4 separate regions of the Mus musculus genome follow, and regions 1, 3 and 4 are each linked to region 2. A link is a contact called in public ChIA-PET and HiChIP or PLAC-seq data. All regions are on one chromosome and are shown on one strand. The core of a region is the stretch at or near the end of the contact, and the rest is flanking DNA. Distances in the headings are between cores, read along the strand shown. Region 1 has its middle 14 kb from the start of Arhgap25. Region 2 overlaps Antxr1 (anthrax toxin receptor 1). Region 3 overlaps Arhgap25 (Rho GTPase activating protein 25). Region 4 has its middle 19 kb from the start of Bmp10.

Region 1 (2,700 bases), core at 32-2,531, 390 kb after region 2:
TTCTTTCCCACAGCCTTAAGGACTGTCCTGAAGGTTGCAGTGTTCTACCATTTTGCTGAGACAGTAGAGACACCCTCACCTCCCAGAATCATGCTGTCTCTGATTATCATGGACATTGTGCCTCTGACTATCATTAACCTTGGGAGAGGACCTTGCCTGATAACCTTGACAGGGAGATATTTCCTGGAGGAACATAGAGTAATGTGTGTGTATGTGTTTGTGTGTGTTATTCAAACAAGCTTCATGGTCAGCAACTGTCAACACTTGTGTAGGCCCACACCCTACTGGTTCTGTTCCATGGTCCTGAACCATGTCATGCCATCCCTTCCATGACCATGCAGGACTTAGCACTGGACACACAGAATGCCATAGATTGGGAGGGGGCAGGATATGCATATGTTGTGTAGCTATGATCAAAGAGAAAAGTAGACTGGAGCAAAATCTTACTGGGTTGAAGGAGTTTGGGCTCAAGACTATAAAGTAGAATGCATGTGCCTATTTGGTATGGCCCCAGAGACTATGGCAGTTTTACCAGTGTAAGTGTCACCTAAAGATACCACCACATCACATGGGGAAGGTTTGTATAAAACTCCACTCACATGTCTTGCATAGCTGTTCTTCCTCAATCTGTACCAGACAAATGAAACTTAACATTTAAAATAGAATTGTGAAAGTAAAGAGGCGCATATTCCAGATCTCCTGAGTTGTCCCTGAGAAGGTTGCTAATTCAAGCTCCACTTGTTACAGACAGAGGAGTCCGGGAGTTACCCCTTATCCAGATGATACACTGAAGTCTTCTGGTCTATCTTGTAGTATCTTTGTGTATGTAAGGGTTAAGAATAATTATTATGTCAGTTCATAACACTTGTATACTCACTGGAGACTCTGTTCTTTCTCCATGATGTCATCTCTTCTTCCTCTGAAATGAGTTACCAAGGATAGTAAATGCCATATCGCAACACAAACAAACAACACACTGGGCAGTCACTTGTTCATATACCCAGAGACAATAGAACCCAAATGAAAATTTTATCATATAAGTTTATGCTGAATTCCACTGGTTTTTCATATTAACCATATGGATATAACAAAAAAGTCTCCAAGTGGTGTGGCTACCACACCACTAATTTTAGGAATGTCCAGATGTCATTTCATGCCGACTAGTTCAATATTCTAGTTCTCCCCATGATGTAGAGTGACAAGAGTTCTGACCTCAGCTAGACAGGAAACCAGCTAGACTGAGGCACAGTAGTTCTTGCATCATCCCCTACCACCCCTTCCAAAAGCAAGAACTCTGCCCAGAGGGATCGTAGAACAATCCCTCTACAAAGTCTCAGCGACCAGAATAAGGTCACATGCCCACCCAGAAACACCCCGCCCACCCCTCCACACACCTCCCAACCCATCTTGGCAAGAGAAGTGAGCTGTTTGCAGGATGAAGGGATTGTTTTTCAGCAGTGCTTCTCACACAGCATCAAAATCACCCAGGGCTGACAACTCTCCTCTCACCTAGCATGCCTAAAGCCCTTAGACCCCAAAACAAAAGCTTGGATTGCCTGCTCCATCCCAGAAGATCTGCAAAGTCTGGCGTAGGGCAATGGATTGGTGCAGGGCAGTGGATTGGCACAGGGCAGGCGATTGGCGTTCAGGGATGCTGATGGGGCAGGTCTCTGAGGAGGGACCCAGCTGTGAAAGGACCCACCCTCTTCCCCGGATTTCAAAGAACTGATTTCCTGCCACAGGCTTTAGGTTGTGCGCTGTGGTGTACATTTCCGCTCTCCTGCTCAGAGCTTAGTCATTGCTCTTGGTCAGGGACACTGTTTGTTTTTTTTTTTTTTTTTCCATTTTTTATTAGGTATTTCGCTCATTTACATTTGCAATGCTATACCAAAAGTCCCCCATAGCCACCCACCCCCTCTCCCCTACCCACCCCTTTTATGGCCCTGGCGTTCCCCTGTACTGGGGCATATAAAGTTTGCGTGTCCAATGGGCCTCTCTTTCCAGTGATGGCCGACTAGGCCATCTTTTGATGCATATGCAGCTAGAGTCAAGAGCTCCGGGGTACTGGTTAGTTCATAATGTTGTTCCACCTATAGGGTTGCAGATCCCTTTAGCTTCTTTGGTACTTTCTCTAGCTCCTTCATTGGGGGCCATGTGATCCATCCAATAGCCGACTGTGAGCATCCACTTCTATGTTTGCTAGGCCCAGGCATACTCTGACAAGAGACAGCTATATCAGGGTCCTTTCAGCATAATCTTGCTAGTGTATGCAATGGTGTCAGCATTTGGAAGCTGATTATGGGATGGATCCCCGGATATGCTAGTGTCTACATGGTCCATCCTTTTATCTCAGCTCCAAACTTTGTCTCTGTAACTCCTTCCAAGGGTGTTTTGTTCCCACTTCTAAGGAGGGGCATAGTGTTCACACTTCAGTCTTCATTTTTCTTGAGTTTCATGTGTTTAGGAAATTGAAGACCACCAACAGATTGGGAAAGGATCTTTACCTATCCTAAATCAGATAGGGGACTAATATCCAACATATATAAAGAACTCAAGAAGGTGGACTTCAGAAAATCAAATAACCCCATTAAAAAATGGGGCTCAGAACTGAACAAAGAATTCTCACCTGAGGAATACCGAATGGCAGAGAAGCACCTGAAAAAATGCTCAACATCCTTAATCATCAGGGAAATGCAAATC
Region 2 (2,700 bases), core at 1-2,500:
CTCCTAGTTAGATTTCAGAAAGAATCTTTAAAAGAAAGACCTGCCTTAAACCTATTAGAGAGGGTAGGGTATAAATAGTCTTGATAATTCCTAAATTAAAAACAACCTGGGTGGCAGTGGGTGGGTAGTGGAGCTGAAGCCATGGGCATGTTGGGCGAGGCTGCTGCTGCTGCTGAGCTGGGTGCCCAGCCCTAACAAAGCCTATTTGTTCCTAAGGACTGGACTTAGGAAGAATCTCGGCTGGTGTCTCCTGCATCAAAGAAATGCCGCTGGTCTGTATTCTGACCCAGGCTCACCTCAGGCTCAGCTGTACCTGGTTTCATAATAAGGAAGGACACTGGAGCCTACTGGAGGCCTGAACACAATTTTGAGACGGGATACTTTAAATGAATGTGCCTAAATGGGTGGCATCGCCTGGTCCCTCCTGATTGTACAATGCCTTACCAGCAGGGCAAACGCCATTTTGGGTGCCTAACCAGGCTCTGGCTACTCTACTCACTTCTCTGCTTTCCCATGTTTTCTGCTCACTGCTGTGACTCCCACACTTTCCTCTTCCAATGAACTGAGGAGAGCTGTGGGACAAGAGTGGCCTGTGTGTACTCCTGCCTTGATGGTCAACTCCGCAGCCTTCAAGTGATCGGCCTTCCACGGGTCTCTGACTCACAATGGCTAGCGATAGAGCTGGGCCTCATAGGGCCTTTCTCGGAGACCAGCCCTGGAGTGAATTCAGTCATGAACTCAAATAACCCTGAGACTCCTGGGAGAGGAAAGGTGACCTCATGCTTACTAAGACCCAGGTTGCTCAGCCCTGGAGGACCCCGCTGTGAACGGCAGCGGTTTGGCTCAGTGTCCCCTCTGAGGCTGTGGTCGCTGACCCCTCCCATTTAACTAAGGAAGAGGTTCCCGAGGCTGACAGATGTGGCTGACAGATGTGGCTGGGTAGGAGGCAGAGGAACGCAGCTGTGAGAAGTGATGGCCCTGGGCCCAGAAGCCTTGTCTTCTTGTGGCTGCAGCCATTTCCACCTGGTGCCTTTGTGTTTTCTAGTGCCCCCCTCTTTCAAAGCTCAGCACTTTGTTGTAGTATATGGTCTGGAAGAAGCTTCTGGAACAGTACCAGGCACCTCCCCGTGTTCCGTTAGTAGGCTGACTGGGGAGCTGAGGAAGGAGGCCGTGGCGCTGCAGAGGGACCTGGGGTTTAACGTCACCTCTGTGTGCCTCTGCTCAGCTCACGCCCCACCTCCGTCCTGTCTCTTCCTATCTCACTGTTTATGAGGAGTGCAGCCTTCTCTGTCACGTGCTCGCAGTATTCTACCCAGGCAGTGGGACCAGCCAAACTGAGGCTGAAACTTCTGAAAGGGTGAGCCATAGCGAACTTCCTCTTTTAAGGTAGCTTTCTGAAGTGTTTGTCACGACGATGAAAGCAGACACGGTTGTGGGTGTGGGGGACCCTCAGACATCTTGTCTTGAGATCTGACACCCTGTTCTGGGCCCTACACAGATGGCGTGTTCAGACTACTCCCAAGTTTCACAGTTAAAAATTGAGGAGTCCTTTAGGTTCTCATACTGAGATGTTCTTAAGATGCCGGCACGTTAGCAAGGGGAAGTCCCTAGATATGGCCACTGAGGAGTGAAGGATTATCAGAGTACTTATCTATACTTTTTAAAGCTGTGCCATGGGCTTTGAGGGCCGTCACATCCAGTGTTGGTAAACGTCTGTGGAAAGGGATTTGAGGACGGGACAGGCAAAGAGATGAAGGTATAGAGAGCACGGAGGGCTGGTTGGGTGGTTCTCACATGGTCTGAGCCATCTTCCTGGCCTGGAAAAGTGATGTTTTTAAAGGTGCCAGCAGCCCCAGGCATATGTTTTGGGGAATTGAGACAGCAGCTGTGTGGGATCGGAGCTAGGTGTTGCATGAGTCTGAGCATTGCCCCACAGCTGTCCAGCACATCCCATAGTCCCGCTTGCCTGTGTAGAGCACCTGAGCTGATGGTGGGGCAGTGGGCACTTGGATGCAGAACAAGCCAGGTTTGCGGTTTCAGGGTACAGCTCTCAAGGGAGGGAGAGTCGTATGACTGCTGCTTCTTTATTAGGCACAACCTGAGTCCAGATGGGATTCAGCAATCTCTGTGTGTGCACAGAGGCCGTGGTCAGTCCCAAGTGACTTCCTCAGTTGTTCTCTACCTTGACTTTTGAGACAGGGCTTCTCACTGAACCTGGAGTTTGCTGACTCAGCGGGGTTGGCTCTCCAGGTGGCCTCAGGGATCTGCCTGTTTCCACATCCCCAGAGCTGGGGTTCTGGGTGCACACTGCCATGCCTGGTAAACAAATCAACAAACACCCATGTTCTGGAAATCAGACCAGGGCAAGTACTTTACCTACTATGCCCAAGGGTGATATTTTTTATGGGAATAAAGGGGCAATCTTGAAAGACTGCAGGCATTGAACAGTGTACCTTCTGAGGAGATCCTAGTTTATTTTAGGATATTAGTTGTACTTACTTTTGGCTTGCTACTGCCAGAGATAACCTGACTGTACTGACACAGACCATCTGTGAAAGATGGCTGACACAGTAGCCTGACCTCATCACCTTCATTGCTACACAGAGACAAAGACCTGGCCGCTCTGTCAAAGCGGACAGCAGCCACAGTGACTGTGGATGGGACAAGGTGGAAGCGAGGACACTCAGTGTTCATGTGTCA
Region 3 (2,700 bases), core at 150-2,649, 350 kb after region 2:
CACAGTGAGTGTCACACAGAGAGTGCCACACAGAGAGTACCACACAGAGGGTGCCACACAGAAAGTGCCACAGAGAGAGAGCACCATACAGAGAGTGCCACACAGTGAAGTGTCATAAAGAGAGTGCCACACAGAGATAGTGCCACACAGAGACAATGCCACATAGAGAGTGTCACATAGAGACAGTGCCATACAGTGAGTGTCACACAGAGAGAACCACACAAAGATAGTGCCACACAGAGACAGTGCCACACACAGAGTACCAAAGAGTAAGTGTCACACAGAAAGGGCCACAGAGTGAGTGTCACACAGAGACAATACCATATAGCCTGCAATGAGGGGTCTGGCCAGAAGACAATCGTTGATGAGTATTTAGTGAAGGAATAAGCATTTTAGAATGTTTTGGCAATTACCATCAAGGGGCTTTATATTTGTAACAAATAATGGCACGTTTTTCTGTTTGTGGGGCTTCTGGGTGTGTTCACTTGTTCCAGTGCAGGTGATGGCTGGTGGAAGGATTTATGCCTACTCCAGTAATAACAGTCAGCTACTTAACACAGCAAGGCTTTACAAATACCTGCTACAGTTCAGGTCTCCGTTATTCCCGTGTACAGACCAGTCCTTTCATTAGGTAGTACCTGAGTGCAACCTCCACCTTAACAACAAGGGTCTGAATTGCAGAGCTAGAGTGATCATCTCCAACTAGTGATTCTAAAGCCAGATATCCATAGTCAGGGCACAAGACCCAGAAAGGAACAGCATCTTGTGGTGAAGAGAGCTGCCCACATTACAAATCCAAGCGGTTATAGAGTAAGAAAGCGTGCGGAGGGCAGACAGCCCATCCCTCCTCTGGGTAGAACAAAGCCATGGGACCGACCACAGGAAGCTCCTGGTCTTTGCCTCTGCCGCTTTACAGAATACTTCCTGCTGAGTAATTCACCAAGATCAGAGATCACTTGGTTTATAGTTCTGAAGGCTGCACATGGCACTGGCCTCTGAGCTACGATTGCCCCCATGGAAAGAAAGGGCTAGAGGAAGGAGCAGGCAAACAAGAGAGGGCTGGAGTCACTTTTGTAACAATCTCCAGATAAAGACATCCCTCCATGTGACATAATCTCCTCGTGAGGCCCCACCTCCAGACTAAATTCCCAATGTGTGAACTTTGGGGGAGAGACTCACGCCGTCGGTCACCGCCCAAGTTGCTTCAAGCATTATATATAAACAACCTCATGCTTCTACTTCCACTTCCGCCCAGTGTGTCATATGTGACACTCATCAGGCCTTGAAAAAACACTGACAGAAAAATAGTACTGAAACCTCAAACCTACCACCCAGGCTTTGTTGACACCAACAGGAAGATGGACATATTAGGCAATCCTGCTGATCTTACCAGCTCACTCACTGCCCAAGCTCATTAGAAGAACCACGAAGATGCTGATTGACGCCTACTGTGGGCGTAGAGTGGGAAGGAGAGGGCTGAGCTAACCCAGCTCCATCTGCAGGCTGAAGGGAAGCTTGTGGGGTTGATGCCTCCTGCTGCAAACAGCCAAGGAAGTCGTGATAATTCCATTTCCACTTCAGTGTGAAGAGCATCACAGAAGAGCTGTGAGACTAGAGGTAGCACAGAGATGTCCACTCTGTGCTCTACACTCACACAGGAACCTTCCCCAGACACTCACCCTTGAGAACAGATTTATGAAACAATTGTTCTCTGAATGCCTCGTCTTCAGTGCCCAGAACTGGAGTGTACCTCATTTTCTACATCTGATGTCTTTAATGTTAGTCAGGTGACCACGACAACTGAAAAGAGCAGAACCCACCTTAGAAAGGAATTTGGTATCGATAGTGATGAATTCTGACAGAAAAGCCAGGCACATATATTGTCTCCATGGTAGCATGAGGGTTGATGACAGAGAGAGTAAGAGTGTGTGTGTGTGTGTGTGTGTGTGTGTGTGTGTGTGTAAGAACTAATGGAAAGAAGAGAAAGAAGAAAGAGGTGGAGAAGTGGGGATGAGGTGGGCCTGGCTTTCTGCTTCATTTACCCATTTAGCAGCTCCAAAAACTCAGGCTAGGAACAAGACTCAGTCTCCAAAGGCTTCCAGCCTTCAGGAAAATTCTTAGTCAATGGTGCCTCCCTGAACCCCTTTGAACTGTTCACATTTTGGGGCTTTCATGTTTCCTGGGACTGTGAGCTCCATTGCCTTTTCTGGGTCGGCTTCAGTTGCTACAGCTCTCTCTCTCTCTCTCTCTCTCTCTTTCTCTCTCTCTCTCTCTCTCTCTCTCTCTCTCTCTCTCTCTCTCTCTCTCTCTCTCTCTCTCTCTCCCCCTGCACATCTCTGCATAACAGGAAACCAAGTGTAATAACAAGAAGCTTTGCAGAGTTGTGAGCACTTCCTACTGAGCCCTGCCTCTTCCTCGGTGCAGATGAGTAGAGGTTTGGCAATGATTGACAAGTGAAGCAGAGCAGACCAGGTGGCCATGTCTCGGGCTGTCCAGAAGCCACCTGCCTCCCCAGCACGGACGTGAGGAAGAAGGATCCACAGCTATGGGACTGTGAGATAATTAGAGCCACGAGTTACCCCCAGTGACAAGAGTAAAGAGAGCTATACCCTTCCCCCAACATCAAGACTAGCCATTTGAGGTAGGGGTTTTGCTTTATTATCCACTTGCATTCATTAATAGTGTGCTAGAGTGCTTGAA
Region 4 (2,700 bases), core at 138-2,637, 290 kb after region 2:
TGAGCGAGGGAGCCTGCCCGTTCTTCTTAAACCCTAGCTTGCCTCTCCACAGCTGCAGTACCTTGTCAAGAGAAGACAAGTGTCAGCCTCGTGGGCAAGTGTGAGGATTAATGGTGATAATCCTCCATGGAAGTGTGTGCCAGTAGTGAGGGGCCACAGTAGCCACGCCACAGCATCGCCAGTGGAAGCCTGTTCCCTCCTCTGAAGGCTCTGACTACCTCGGATTTATGCACATGTTTCTCTGCGGCATGTTTTTATTCTTTTCCCACAAGAAAGGTTTTGGCTGGGAGCTGACTTTATCATGCATTTGTTTATTTGTTTATGACAAGGTCTCATGTAGACCAGGCTGACCTCAAACTCACCATATAGCTGGAAGTGACTTTAAACTTCTGAACTGTAGCTCCGCCTCCCAAGTGCTCAGTCGACAAGTGTGTGGCACCACACCTGTTTCATGCAGTGTTGAGGATGGAGCCCAGAGCTTCATGCATGCTACCAAGTGAACTAGCAACACCCCCAACTTGATCGTTGGTTTTAATGGGATAAGCTTCTTCTTATAATTCCCTCCCTCCTCTCTCTCTCTCTCTCTCTCTCTCTCTCTCTGTGTGTGTGTGTGTGTGTGTGTGTGTGTGTGTGTGTGTGTGTGTAGCAGGGTTCATCAGAGTCCTTGGAAAGCTCCTTTTGGACACTCCCAGTAACAGCAAGGACATTTCAGCTTCATGGAGTAGGCAGTCTGGAAGGACAAGGGGTCGGTCTGAAAGGCTCTCTTCTGGCAGTGAAAGTCCCATAGAAAGAGACCCAAGAGAAATCTCTGGTATTTTCCAATGACTATTGAGCCACTTCTTGTTACTTTCTGTTCTCACTTGATGTGAACAGCTATTATCCGCTATGTGGTCCTAGTGCCACAATGCTTGACTCAAACATACGGAACCAAGAAACCACAGACTAGTCCTGTTAAAACCATGAGTCAAATAGATCTTACCTCCCTGAGTTGTCAGTTTTCTTGGTCTCAGCTATGCAAATGCAGCTAATAGTTCTCATAGACCTCGCAAATGCAGCTAATAGCTGTCTTAGACCTCCCAAGTAAGCAGTAGAAAAATGTGGTCATGGTTCTTGGAAGAGTGATTTCAACTGTCAAGCCGCTGCTTCCTTCTTATCCTCCAGAAATCAAGTTTGGTTCACAGTTCCTTTCTATTTCTTGTTGAATTCCCCCCTTGGGTGTCCAGAGACATTTCACTTTCAAATCATAAAAGGAAAGAGAGTGGTGGGTTTATAATAAGCATAGTGCCATTGTTGACCTCTGTGTGACTTGACTTCCAGCTAACTCATATATTCAGAGAGAAAAATGGGATCGGATGTGGCCATTCCTTTAGCACTGCACAGATGAGGGGAAGTGACATCATGGCTAGAGAGGCGTCAGTGGTCTGTGTCTGAACACACATTCTCAGTGGGCTCCCTGGTCTGTGTTTCTCATTGCCGTTCTCCAGTTGTCTTGGCACTTGGCACTCTTTCCTCTAGGCTCTACTATGACCAATGTAAGTGGGTTGTGGCTATTGGCCAGGTGAGGTTAGGAGATTTTACCACCCTTTAAGTATTCAGATTTAAGTGTCTGTACTAGATGTGGCTTCAAAACCCATCTAATTTCATCCTGGACAGGCTGGGTGGATCTCCAAGACCAGGAAACACTTTTCACAGCAGGTTAACTGAGAACTACCAAAGCGTGGGCTGACTGCTGAGCCCACACATTCTCTGGGAAACAAGTTACAGGATTCAACTTGAAGCATTCACTTAAAGCTTCCGTTTTTCCCTAAGGCTGATATTGAAACAGTTTTCACCTCTCACACACCACTCAATGCCCACCAAAGCGCCTGGTAGAATAGGAGCCAATAACTACTTGTTCAATGGATAAATAAATGAACATCAGAGAAAGTCTACATCAGTGAGAGTCTATGGAATACTTATCCGGTATGAAAAGTAATGAGCCGGCCTCAAAGAAGTTGTTGGTATCAGGTTTAGGTGTCTCACCAGACAACGCTTCTGTTTATTTCCAGCGTCCAGAGTATTTTTAATTTGGCGAGTGAGGAAGTTGACTCACCTGGTCCTCTCTCGGAGGCATGATTCTTTCCTTCCCTTCTCTATTGCATGAGTTCCATGCCTGTACAATCTTTCCACATGCAGAGTCTCTGAACCCCGAGACCAGGTCACTTCTTAGGCGCATATGCCTCTGTACCTGCTCAGTGTAACACGCTACACACTAGATTGACGTGCATCGTCCCAAATACAGTGAGTTTCTTTCCCTGCTTAATGTTCTTACTGCCTTGCCAAGTTCTTAAGAACACTGTTTGCCTAAAGTAGACTGAGCTCCCTGAGTTAGAATGGCTGGAGACCCCTCATACCTGGTCATGTTAGATAAGTAACTCAGCCTATCAGAGAAGCAGCCCCTCTCTTCATAGCACACACTCGGTAGCATTTCCTGCTGCCCGCCTGACTTCCAGAGCCAGACAGCTGTGGGTCAGCGACTTCAGAGCCACAAGCTGCCTACCGTGGCTCAAGTTCTTTGTTCAACTCTTTCCCCGAATTTTCAGATTGCCTTGGTAAGAGAGAATGAAGGTAGGAGGAAGAAGGGAGGTAACAGGGGAAATAAAGATCTAGTCTGAAGTAGTGCAGCTGCCTGAAGTCAGGAAAGAATGAGTTCAAGGAATG

The links. ChIA-PET counts read pairs in DNA pulled down with a chosen protein or histone mark. HiChIP or PLAC-seq counts read pairs in DNA pulled down with a chosen protein or histone mark.
Region 1: a contact with region 2 is called in an RNA polymerase II ChIA-PET map of memory CD8 T cells, with 14 read pairs. The contact joins two enhancer-like sites. A contact is called at or near these places in 2 of 39 promoter capture datasets (cranial neural crest and embryonic stem cells), 1 of 115 datasets of contacts at active chromatin or transcription factors (memory CD8 T cells) and 1 of 9 other capture datasets (embryonic stem cells).
Region 3: a contact with region 2 is called in an RNA polymerase II ChIA-PET map of memory CD8 T cells, with 10 read pairs. The contact joins two enhancer-like sites. A contact is called at or near these places in 1 of 115 datasets of contacts at active chromatin or transcription factors (memory CD8 T cells) and 1 of 9 other capture datasets (embryonic stem cells).
Region 4: a contact with region 2 is called in a BATF HiChIP or PLAC-seq map of CD8 T cells, with 6 read pairs. The contact joins two enhancer-like sites. A contact is called at or near these places in 2 of 39 promoter capture datasets (the 3T3-L1 cell line and embryonic stem cells), 1 of 15 datasets of contacts at CTCF or cohesin (the NIH/3T3 cell line), 2 of 115 datasets of contacts at active chromatin or transcription factors (CD8 T cells and effector CD8 T cells) and 1 of 9 other capture datasets (embryonic stem cells).

Annotation. Positions count from the first base shown.
Region 1 is chr6:87,546,355-87,549,054 of GRCm38.p6, forward strand. No RefSeq gene overlaps it. Among named protein-coding and RNA genes, the nearest start is that of Arhgap25, 14 kb to the left of the region's middle. Within about 2 kb of position 1,282, at least 71 of the 459 cell types and tissues checked have an H3K27ac peak or open chromatin away from gene starts, as enhancers often do. A contact at or near this core is called in memory CD8 T cells, where this site is marked.
Region 2 is chr6:87,151,796-87,154,495 of GRCm38.p6, forward strand. The region is part of intron 17 of Antxr1 (anthrax toxin receptor 1); the gene reads right to left. Among named protein-coding and RNA genes, the nearest start is that of D6Ertd527e, 48 kb to the left of the region's middle. Within about 2 kb of position 1,251, at least 167 of the 459 cell types and tissues checked have an H3K27ac peak or open chromatin away from gene starts, as enhancers often do. A contact at or near this core is called in CD8 T cells and memory CD8 T cells, where this site is marked.
Region 3 is chr6:87,501,727-87,504,426 of GRCm38.p6, forward strand. All of the region lies in intron 1 of Arhgap25 (Rho GTPase activating protein 25), which reads right to left. Among named protein-coding and RNA genes, the nearest start is that of Arhgap25, 30 kb to the right of the region's middle. Within about 2 kb of position 1,400, at least 138 of the 459 cell types and tissues checked have an H3K27ac peak or open chromatin away from gene starts, as enhancers often do. A contact at or near this core is called in memory CD8 T cells, where this site is marked.
Region 4 is chr6:87,446,489-87,449,188 of GRCm38.p6, forward strand. No RefSeq gene overlaps it. Among named protein-coding and RNA genes, the nearest start is that of Bmp10, 19 kb to the left of the region's middle. Within about 2 kb of position 1,388, at least 22 of the 459 cell types and tissues checked have an H3K27ac peak or open chromatin away from gene starts, as enhancers often do. A contact at or near this core is called in CD8 T cells, where this site is marked.